2 separate regions of the Mus musculus genome follow, and region 2 is linked to region 1. Evidence: chromatin contacts called from public promoter capture Hi-C data. All regions are on one chromosome and are shown on one strand. The core of a region is the stretch at or near the end of the contact, and the rest is flanking DNA. Distances in the headings are between cores, read along the strand shown.

Evidence for each region. Promoter capture Hi-C pulls out the DNA fragments that hold promoters and counts their contacts.
Region 2: a promoter capture Hi-C map of liver shows a contact between it and region 1, with 3 times the contacts expected there. The contact joins the enhancer-like site here to the promoter of Areg in region 1. A contact is called at or near these places in 3 of 39 promoter capture datasets (embryonic stem cells and liver), 1 of 484 Hi-C or Micro-C datasets (liver) and 2 of 9 other capture datasets (adipose tissue and liver).

Annotation. Positions count from the first base shown.
Region 1 is chr5:91,136,746-91,142,289 of GRCm38.p6, reverse strand. It overlaps Areg (amphiregulin), which reads right to left and starts at 2,691. Exons shown (of 6, transcript NM_009704.4): 1 at 2,416-2,691; 2 at 1,165-1,392. The coding sequence starts at 2,476.
Region 2 is chr5:91,197,884-91,203,427 of GRCm38.p6, reverse strand. No RefSeq gene overlaps it. Among named protein-coding and RNA genes, the nearest start is that of Gm23092, 17 kb to the left of the region's middle. Within about 2 kb of position 2,822, at least 16 of the 459 cell types and tissues checked have an H3K27ac peak or open chromatin away from gene starts, as enhancers often do. A contact at or near this core is called in liver, where this site is marked.

The DNA of each region.
Region 1 (5,544 bases), core at 1,442-3,941:
CCTTCCAAAAGAGCTCCAGCAACTGTCTCAGCTTTGTACATGTGTCACCGCAGTTCTTTCTAGGTGCTAGCCTCTTGCTCGCTCCAGAAGTTGACCTCCAGAACTGTTAGTAACTTAACACACCTTTAACAGGCTGCCGGACGCCTTGATGGTCCAACCTAATCCCCTTTCCTACTACAAATATTAAAAAATAAATAAATAAATTGAAAAAAAAAAAGATTGAGAAGCAAGGTATTGTCATAGAATGCTCACCAAGGGAGGTTTATCCCTGTCTCTGCCTCTGTCCCTCCTTCATTCCTCCTCCCCTCTGGGAGACTCCATTGGAGGAGGAGGAGGAGTCAGGGAAGCTGCTAGGGAAGTCTTAAGAGACCTTAATGAACTCTGATATCACCTCGCCCTGCCTCCAAGATCTGACTTATCAATGGCCTCTTCTCTCCAAATGACAAAGTAAAATGAGAGTGGTGAGCTTTTATCTCTCAAAAAACAAAACAAAACAAACAAACAAACAAAAACAAAAAACGTTATTTAAAAAAAAAAAAAAAAACATCTGTCTGATAGGAGAGAAAAAACAAAACAAAAAAACAACCAAACCAGGGATCAGTAGTTTGGATAAAAATAAAATCCACACATACATCTTTAACATTTCTAGGGTTCGTCATTATTCCTTCTGACCCCTTATTTGTGTTAGAATGCAGTTATTTTAAGTCAGGTAGTGTGGGGGAGGGGACACAAATGTTGAGCTACAAGGCTCACAGGAATGGTTAATGACGACCTATGCTCCCAGAATGGAGGTCATGTCGCATATTGGAAAAGACCATCATCCCAGGAGTCAAACAGATTGAGGTTCTGAATCTGACTCAGTTGCTTGTTCCCAGAGGCGGGAAAGGGGGTAGGGGGGCGGCACACAACCTTTCTGAGCTTCAATTCTTGTGTAAAATGAGCACAGTTATGTCTATGTACCAGAGTTGCAAACATTAAACATGCACATGAGGTTTTGATGAATGCCTTGGACTTTCAGGATGCAACCTCCACGTGGCTCTGAGGACTCGCAATAGCCACGCCTACAAAGCCTTTAGAAAACTGAGCCATCTCCCTTCTGAAGCCACTTTGCAGAGGTAAAACCCGCATCTCACAGACAACGCTTTCCTTGTGCCCTCCACTCACCTCTGACTGAATCATCTATAATATAGCCGGATATTTGTGGTTCATTATCATACTCCTCTGAGTAGTCGTAGTCCCCTGTGGAGAGTTCACTGCCAGAAGGCATTTCGCTTATGGTGGAAACCTCTCTTCCCACAGAAAGCTCAAGTCCACCGGCACTGTGGTCCCCAGAAAGCGATTCGCCTTTCCCTGAGCTGGGGTCATTGAGCTCCAAAGCAGCTGCATAATGGCCTGCAGGGACGGAGAGAATAAGAAGAGATGAGTCGGATACTTCTGTCTCAGTAAGTGAGCATTGCTGTGTAGACATGTGTGTCTCCTCATATCAAACAGTTACTGCATGTGTGCTATTGGGTGTTGGGATTTGTTTTTTGTTTGTTTTGTTTTGTTTGACTGAGTCGCTCATAGAAGCAACTTCCCAGTCTGCCAAGAAGCAAACTCAGTTGCCCAAATTACTGAGTTTCTTTTATCTGGGTTTTCTTTTCCAGATCGCCTACATTAATTTCCACAATTGGATAAGTCCTGCCAAGGCAATGCCCCCAGAATCACGTAACCCGCAATGTCTAAGTGGCCTACACCCTTCGGGTCTAACTTGGGTGCGCTTTTCCAAAGCTTTCCTGCCATCTTTTGACCGGTACTGATACATTTTAACTCTTGTTTACAGCCATTGAATCTGTACATAAGATGCAAAAGGTAGTGCCAATAGTGGCAAAGAGCAACGGTTTTTACCGTCTTTATCTATTATTATCACACAGAGAAAAGGTTCAGAGCCGGGTAACCCCTTGGAGGAGTCCTGAGCTTCAGTCCTTGATTTCATTTTAATTCTTTTTTTTTTTTTTAATATCAAGACAGCATTTGGCAGCGATGCTTTCAACCTCTGAACACTTTGAGTCTGCTTTGGAGAGGGAAAAATAAAATCACTAGACAGAAGAATGGAGACAGAAGGCAAAGAGCCCTCCTTCAAATCCTCCTGGATTAACTACTTTTGTAGAAACTACTTCACCTGCCTGGACCTCAGTTTCCTTAGTTATCAAAGAAAAGGGTGGGCTAAAATGACCTCTTAGGTTTCCATCAGCTGGTCCTTGGGTCATGCTAGAGACCTTGGGTCATGCTAGAGACTTCGTCTGCTTCTCTCACCCTCCTAGCATGAGCAATTTCAGGGGTATGAGCTAAGGGGATCTGCTCCCTGACGTTTGGGGAATGTCAAGAGGCAGCAGCATTCAAGGGGCAACAACCTGAGAGGTGGCGGATGCTCACCTGAGCCTAAGACCAGCAGCAACAGCACTGAGCGCGCCAGCGGTAGCAGCGGAGTTCTCATTGGTTCCACCGGCCGGCAGCGTCTCGGTCTCTGCAGCAACACGACAGCGGCTCCGGGCGGCGGGAGCAGCGGAACCACGGAGCAGCGGGCGAGCACCGGCGCAGGGAAGCCCAGCCCGCCGGGCTCCGGACGGCTGGAGCGGCCAGCGCCTCAGGCTCAGCTGGAGATGTCCGGGCGGTGGCCGCGGGTCAGAAGGGAGCGAAGGAAGCGGGATCCAGGGTGCGGCGAGCACCTGCTGCTTTTATAGACCCGCTGGAGCCACCGCCCGTGACGTCACGGACCAGCCCTGGGTGGAGGCGGGAGGTTACTACTCCAAAAACCCAGCTGACGCGGGAGGAAGTGGGGATCGAGCCCTGATTACGCGGGGAGAAACTTTCCCACTCGCGTTGTGTTTTAAGTTAGAGTGGTGCTGAGGAGCTGACAGCCCAAAGAAACTCTTTGCATATACATTAACAGGACAGCAGGCCGGGACATTAAGTACCAAAGTCCCATTTTAGGATGTTTGTGGAGCTTTCAGAGCAACTGTGGCTTAGTGATGTTAGCCCGAAGACTTTGAGGAGGATAAACGAAGCGCTAAAGGACTCCTAATAACCTAGTTATCAATCAGACACCCTCCCTGCGGCCTTCCTCTCTGCAGTATTTGCTGGTCTTTCTACTCGAATTACACTTAAGGTTTTAGCTGGGCGTGGCCAGACAGTGGCACTTAGGGAGACTGAAGTAGAGGTTACAGGGAGAAGTTAACCTGAGCTGTATCATGAGACCAATAATAAGTTGCTGGGGATAAGTGTGCTCCCCTATTTTACAAACCAATAAAAGACAGATGTAAAAAGCAGAAAAAAATGAATTAACTCAAACACACATTATGTAGATTTGATTCAAATTAGTTTGTCACTGAAATCTGCCCCTTGCAGCTCTGATAAAGAGATTGAGGGCTAAACTGACCTTTAAGAAGAGGGTTGCTGGGCAGAAGAAAGTTTCATAGAAAAGGAAAGTTGTCAAGATGATTTAGGTGTTCAAATTGGAAGAATCCAGGGAGGCCCTCATTTCCAGCCTGAGAGAGAGCCCTAATGGGGACACATCTGCGACTCCAGCACCCAGGCTAGAGGAACTTCCAGGCCCACCCAGGCAACAGAGCAAATGTGAGGGGCTATTTGGGCTAGCAGAAAGACTGGTGTGTGTGTGTGTGTGTGTGTGTGAGAGAGAGAGAGAGAGAGAGAGAGAGAGAGAGAGAGAGAGAGAGAGAGAGAGAAAGGAGAGGAGAGAGAAAGGAGAGGGGAGGGGAGGGGAAGGGAGGGGAGGGGAGGGGAGGGGAGGGGAGGGGAGAGGGGAGGAGAGGAGAGGGAACCGAACCCCACTGGGGGCATATTTAGCTGCAAAGGAAGTGAGGGCAGTTACTTCCCCGAACTCTCATGCTCTAGTAGCTCAGGACACGCAAACTTTATATGCCCCAATACAGGGGAACGCCAGGGCCAAAAAAATGGGAATGGGTGGGTAGGGAAATGGGGGGGGGAGGGTATGGGGGACTTTTGGGATAGCATTCTAAATGTAATTGAGGAAAATAGGTAATAATAAAAAATATTAAAAAAAAAAAAAAAAAGAAATGGATTTCTCTTGGCTTAAAGAAAACAAGACACACTTTCTCTAAGCTGTTTCCTGCCCTTATCCACGACCCTCCCTGACTGAGCTCCCCCAATCAGCCTTTTCAGGACTATTGGTTTTAAACTCTTAGAACAAAAACATGGGCTTTTGGAGAGGAGATACAGAAAAGTCCTGAACTGTGCCCTCACTTCTACTCAGTGTTTGGTGAAGGAGTACTTTGTGTAAACTGTGCTTTACTTTTGTGTGGGAAATCACCAAGAGGGAGATTTAGTGAGCAGCACCATGTTTGTTGAGAGCCCAGTCGTGTGGGCCACATATGATTAAGTAAATCTACTAAATCAGATAAAAGGGATTGATTCACAGTACGCTGGGAAAGGAGGCTGTAGTTTAATTTGGCCTGTAGGTATCACAGACAGCCCTGTGCGGGAAGGGAAAAAGGCCCTGGGAGGCCTTCTGAGCAGGAAGTTTGGATAGAAAGAAGGTACGATTTAGGGCGGCCACCAATGGGGATGAAAGATGCTCCCCATCCGTTCTGGGGTAGAAAAAGACCCTGTCCATTCTGTCCTTGCTGCTGCTGCTGCTGCTGCTTCTGCTGCCAGCACCTCCTTCTCTTCCTCCTCCTCTTCCTCTTCCTCCTCCTCCTCTTCCTCCTCCTCCTCCCCTTCCTCCTCCTCTTCCTCCTCCTCTTTTTCTTCTTCTAGATGAGGTGTCTGCAATTGAGGATGATGTAGTCTTGCCCACAGAGCTCAGGCAATCTGCTTACAGGGCTACATACATTCCGAGTCTCACAGGTTTCATTTTTGTTGTTGTTGCTAGCCTAGCTCTGTTCCGTTCTATTCTATTCTTGTTTTCTTACACTCCTTTAAACGGAATTTTTAATTTTCAATGAGCCACTAAATGTTGCTTTTATTTACAAGGCACAATAACTTGACTTTGCTCAGAATGCAGCTAGATCTTTACTTCCTATTTTCTTAATTATCCTTTTTCTTATATTTATCATTATTTTATTTTCTGTGAATGGGTGTTTTGTCTGCATCTCTATTTGTGTACCACATCTGTGCCTGTGCCTTGTGCCTAGTGCCTACAGAGGCCAAAGGAGAGTATTGACTCCCCTGGAACTGGGAATACAGACCTTTGTGAGCTGCCATGTGGGTGGTGGGGGTTGTGTATGGGTCCTCTGCAAGAGCAGTCAGTGTTCCAGCCCCTTACTAGGATCTATACAGGGTTTGGATATTTGTCATCAGAACCAACTTGCTTTCTGTTTGAAGTAAAAGTTGGCTGTTTCCATGAGAATTCCTTTGTCACTTCTGACTTAAAATCTGGGAAGGGAGCATTTACATGTCTGCCATATAACCTAGTCACAGGACAGAATAGTTTAGTTCTTGGAATAAGTCTAAGTTTACATACATAAATTCTACTTCATGGTAAATTAGATAGGATTTTAAGATCCAAACTTCTCCTCTGAAAAC
Region 2 (5,544 bases), core at 1,573-4,072, 61 kb before region 1:
GTAAATGACAGATCTTACATGAGTCTTCATTGGTATTTTTACCATAAGAATTCATTCACTTCCTGACTGACTGCCACATGTGGCTATTTCTAACCTAGCAAGTGCATAAGCTGGCTTTAAATCTCTCTATTAGCCAGACACGGTGGAGCACAACCTCAGCAGAGGCAGAAGCAGGCAAATCTCCATGAGTTGGAGGTTATTGTGGAATACACAGTAAATTCCAGGATATCCAGAGCTCAAAAATTGAATGAATGAATAAATGAACATGTCCCTACTTATTTCTCTTTTCTGTTATTCTAATCTTAAAGAAAGGCAAGAGAAACCCAGAACTTCACCTTAATAAGTTCTTTCTTAAGGTCTGCTTCCAGGAACTCTCTAGACTATATACTGCTACCGTCACAAAGTGGAGCTTTCCACCTATGGCTCTCTCCGCTTCTTGATTTCAGTGTGGATGATACCTTGTAAATGTCTATGTTAATTCAAAATAGTGACTTGACTCATAAACCGAATCCTCAAGAAAGCCAGTGGCTGCTTTTATGTTCCCATTTCCACCCCCATTAATGGGCTGAGAGAGTGGTTCAGATGCTGGTTTCTCTTACTTCTCCAGTGTTTTCTACTCAGCGTGCTCTCTCTGCAACCCTCTTCCTTTCTCCTCCGTCATCCACACACATCCACATCACGTGACTTCAGCATCATTCAACACTCTGCCACCCACAGTGTTTCAACATGGGATTCCTCTCTCTGTCTGTAATCCTCTCTTCTCCCACCTCTTCCAGTTCCTGATACCTATAGTGGTTGCTCCTTAGCCTCATCAAAGCTTCCAGCCACCTGCCTCCTCTTTAGCTGGAATTCCAGCACTCCTTTTCTGGAAGCAATAAGCTCTGTACAGCCAAGAGTTCCCATACACCAGTCGTGCGTGCCGATCTTACAAGAGTCGGAGTGAGGACTGTGAGCCATAAAACACAATCACACTGCTCAATCAATGACCCTGCTGCTGCTGAGTATTCCTTTGATTCATCTGTCTTTTTTATTAATTAAATATTTCACCCTATATCTCAACACACTCACGCTGAACACAGGGGCTTTCCAATCGTTTCCTAGTATAAATAATTCAGATAAAGCAGTAGATGTTGTTCTAGGAAAGATTTTCTTTTTTACGTATTAAATTTTATGTAAAGCATCTTTGTCGCCAAGACAATAATCTGACTAAACACTGATGCAGCACATGCCAGGGAAAGATTACTGGTCATATTGGTCTCATATTTACCAAGTTCTATGAACAAAATCCCTTATGTAAGTTAGGGTCAGATTCACCTCATATTTACCACATGGTAGGATCAAAACCCTGTATACACTATTAGCTTAGGCCTTTTCACAAGTCAGTTAAAAGTACACCATTACCTTTTCCACTCTATAAGAACAGATCCAGGGTAGGCTCCTAAGATATCATAATTTGAGACCACACTTTTAATAATACATTTAGAATCTAATGTTGTTCATGTCATATTTAGAATATAATCAAATATGGTAGTTTATATGCTACTTTATGTAACATACAATTTTTAAAACCTAATACTGAAAAATGAACAATAATATCAGACTAGTATCTCTTGGCCCCAAACCAGCTGAGAGCCAGTGGAGTGGTTCAGTGGATAAAGGCACTTACCATGCAAAGCTGGATACCAGAATTCAATCTCAGAATTCCAGGGTGAAAGCACAGAAGGAAAAATTATCCCCTTTCCCAGTCCCCCCACCCACATAAATCCCCTATCTCATCCTCTTGCTTCTATGAGGGTGCTCCCCCATCGACCCACCCACTCTCAACTCACTACCTCACCACCCTGGCATTCCCCTACACTGGGGCATCAAGCCTTCACAGGACCAAGGACCTCTCCTCCCATTGAGGCCAAATAAGGCCATCCTCTGCTACATATGTAGCTGGAACCATGGGTCCCTCCATGTGTAGTTTTTGATTGGTGATTTAGTCCCTGGGAGCTCTGGGGGGTATGGTTGGTTGATATTGTTGCTCCTCCTATGGGGATGAAAACCCCTCCAGCTTCTTTGGTCCTTTCCATAGCTCCTCTATTAGGGTTCTCGTGCTCAGTGCAATGGTTGGTTGCGAGCATTCCCCTCTGTATTTGTCAGGCTCTGGCAGAGCTTCTTAGGAGACAGCTATATTGGACTCCTGTCAGTCACCAAGCACTTCTTGTCATTTTCAATAGTGCCTGGGTTTGGTGTCTATATATGGGGTGGATCCCCGGGTGGGGCAGTCTCTGGATATTTGTTTACCATATGCATATATTGTATGGAAGTGGAGGACAGAGAGGAGCTAGTTCTCTCTTATCATGAAGGTCTCTGTGATAGCACTCAGGTTATTAGACTTGGCTTCAAGTAGAGTTATGCACTGTACCATCTTGCTGGCCCAAGTATATGATTTTTACATATGTACTTATGTATATATTTATACACGAAATCCAATCCATGGAACTATCAATTTTAGCTTGTAATTTTATTTATTTAACTCAAATCAAGTTTGTTTGTTTGTTTGTTTGTTTTTCACCAAAGTGGTAGTGACTTTGGTGTTTGCAAGTCGTCCTCTTTTTATTGTTCAGCGTTCTGAGTTGCTGGTTTTGTTGTCTGGTGAAGTTCCTTGTTTGGTTTGACTGTTTAGCAGTTGTCTGGCTTAGGCGAGCCAAAGAAGGCCCTTGAGTTTCATTTCTCTCACATGCAAAGGGAAGATAACACTGCAATCCATGCCAGCTCCAGAGGGCAGGAGAAGGGTCAAGCAAGATAAGGAGTATGAAAGCGCTTCCCAGACCTCAAAGCACAGTGAGAGATTAGTCACCCACCACCTGACAGTTCACGTGAAGGAAATACTGCCCTCCCCAAGGGACAAAGGTGTAAAACTCAGAACTGCAGTAATGTTCAAAAGCCTCTGTAAAACAAACATGAAACTTTGAAATATTTCTAGTTTTTATTTTAATTGGCCAATCAAGAAAGAGGACTTTGCTCTTTCCAGTTTTAACCTTGGTAGACTAGAATTGATTCAATAGTTAAAGAAGGCTCACGAAAGAAAGAAAGAAAGAAAGAAAGAAAGAAAGAAAGAAAGAAAGAAAGAAAGGAAGCTAGCTCAAGGCCCATGATATACTATTCATTGACAGTCTTTTTATCTAAAATGCAGTTATAACAGTAGCATCCAGAAAATGTTTTCCTTTGCCTATAAAAGAGTATGTTCTTTTGTGGTTGCTAAGTGACATAACATTTTAGCAATAGTTAGATGCCTCTTAACAAAGGTTTGCTTTCTTAAGGGTGGTTTTCACTGTTCTTGTTAAGCAATAGGAGCTATCTGCCCTGCTAAGGGTTGAGGTGTTGTCTAAGACACAGAAGAAGAACACAATCATAGCAAATAAAAACCAAGAAGCAAGAGGCATGGAATAGTCTGCGTAGAATGCATTGTATTATTTAGTTCCAGCCACAGAACTTAGTATTCAACTTGAAACAATCAACTATCTAGCAAAAACAAAGCAAAGCAAACAGAAAACAAAACTGGGCACTCTGACAAGAAAAAGAAAAAAAAGAAAAGAAAAAGAAAATACCAGACAAATACTGTTTATACAAATAGAAAAGTGAATTCAGCCTTAAAGTTACAATAGTTTGACAATTATCCACATCAGAGTGGTTCTATTCTGAGTAAAGGCTATCCCTTATGTAATGTTGATTAAGAATTCAAGTAAAAAGGGCCCCGTGTAATCACATGTAGTCACGTATTCTAAAGCTATGTTACAGTAAGAATTGGAGTTTACCTCTCTAAGTAACATCATCATCATCTCTGTCACAGGGATGTGACAGAGTATCTGGCTCTGCTTGCAGGAATCAAACAAAACACGCATGCAAGTAACATTAAATTTGTGTATATTACATATATGCATACATCAATTAATGCAGAAATAGGCCCTAAAATTGAAAGAGAGCAAGGAAGTTATACAGGAAGATTTGCAGTGAGGAAAGAAAAGGGAGACGTATTATAATTGTGCTATACTCTCAAAAGCTAAGGAGTTACATCAAACAAAAGCTCTCTCATTCACCAGAGATCAGAATCCTCTGTTCAAGAAAGAAACCTAGATACTAACAAAGTCAGGAGCGTTTAAAATAGCCTCAGTTTTTATTAACATAAACTCCAAAAGGTAAGCATTAAAGGTTGCGAAAATGGCTAGAAGTACTGAGCGTTATAGACGTTTAAGTTGTTTGACATGGGGTTGTCTATTTAATTATATTTTATCATCTTCCTCCTTTGTCTATTCCCTTTAGCCGCTCATATGTCCTCTTCTGCATGAAAACGCTTCTAGCCGTGTGGACACAGGGGCCGATTTAAGAACGGGGGCTCCAGCCTGGTCAGAAAGACTGAGTTACTCTTGTGATGTTCATAGAGCTCTGCTTCCTTCTGTTGAATTCAGAGAGCTTTAGAGAGTGGAGCCAACGGGATAGCCTCGGTGATGATGCTTTAGTTTAATAGGTTACTGCTAGAAACAGAAAAGATTTCCCATGCTTTCTTGTTCCTCTGCCTGCTATGCTTCTCCTGGTCAAAAGATGGCAGTGTGCTAGAGTGTGGGCTCTCTAGGTCTGAACTGCACAGATCGAGTGGGTGGCTGTGATGCCGATTATGAATGTTGGCTTTGCGAACACCTTAGATGTCAGAACGGTGGAGGGTGCAGCCTGGCTCACCAAGAGAAATCTGCAAGTCTTTTGGCTTCTTAACTTTCCTTTGCTCAGGAGCTCCAGACAGTGTACGATCAGCTACATACCTCAGACACAAAGAAACACATTAATTGTTTCACACCAGAAATAAAAATGCAGCTGGCTTTCGAAGAATCCCAAATACAATCCACAGCCTGTTCTTAAGTAGAGACCATTGCCTTTCCTCACTGACATGTGGGAAGATGTTCACTGAAGTTTTTGTTTTCGGTTTTTTTTTTTTTAAATGAATACTTATAACGAAGAAGCTTGTTTTCATCACAGATTTCTTGTAGGGGTAAGCATATATGTTGGTGTCTGAGTGAATGTGTGAATTTGTGTGCCAGTACGTGCATTTGAGGGTGCACACGAGCCCATGTTTTTATGGAAGCCAGAGGTCAGCCTCATGTGTTTGTGCTCAGGAACCACCTATCTTGTTTTCTGAGATAGGATGTCTCACTGGGACCTGACACTTACTGATTTAGGCTGGGATGGTTGACAACTGGGCTCCACGGAGCTGTCCGAATCTGCCTCCTAAATACTGGACTTACAAGCAAACTACTACGTCTTGCTTTTCACGTGGGTTATTGGAATGAAACCCATAACTTCCATCTTTGTGGTAGCAAACACTTTATCAAGTAAGCCTTCTCCCCAACACTTTTCCCAAATTTTCTTTTAAAATATTCTAAAAAAGGCATCCATAAGAAATGGGAGGCTTTGACATATGCACACAGCAGCAGGTAAGACATCTTTTTCTGGCTGTAGATCCTTTCCTCGTGGAGCTGAAGTTCTTAGTTACCAGACACCAAACTG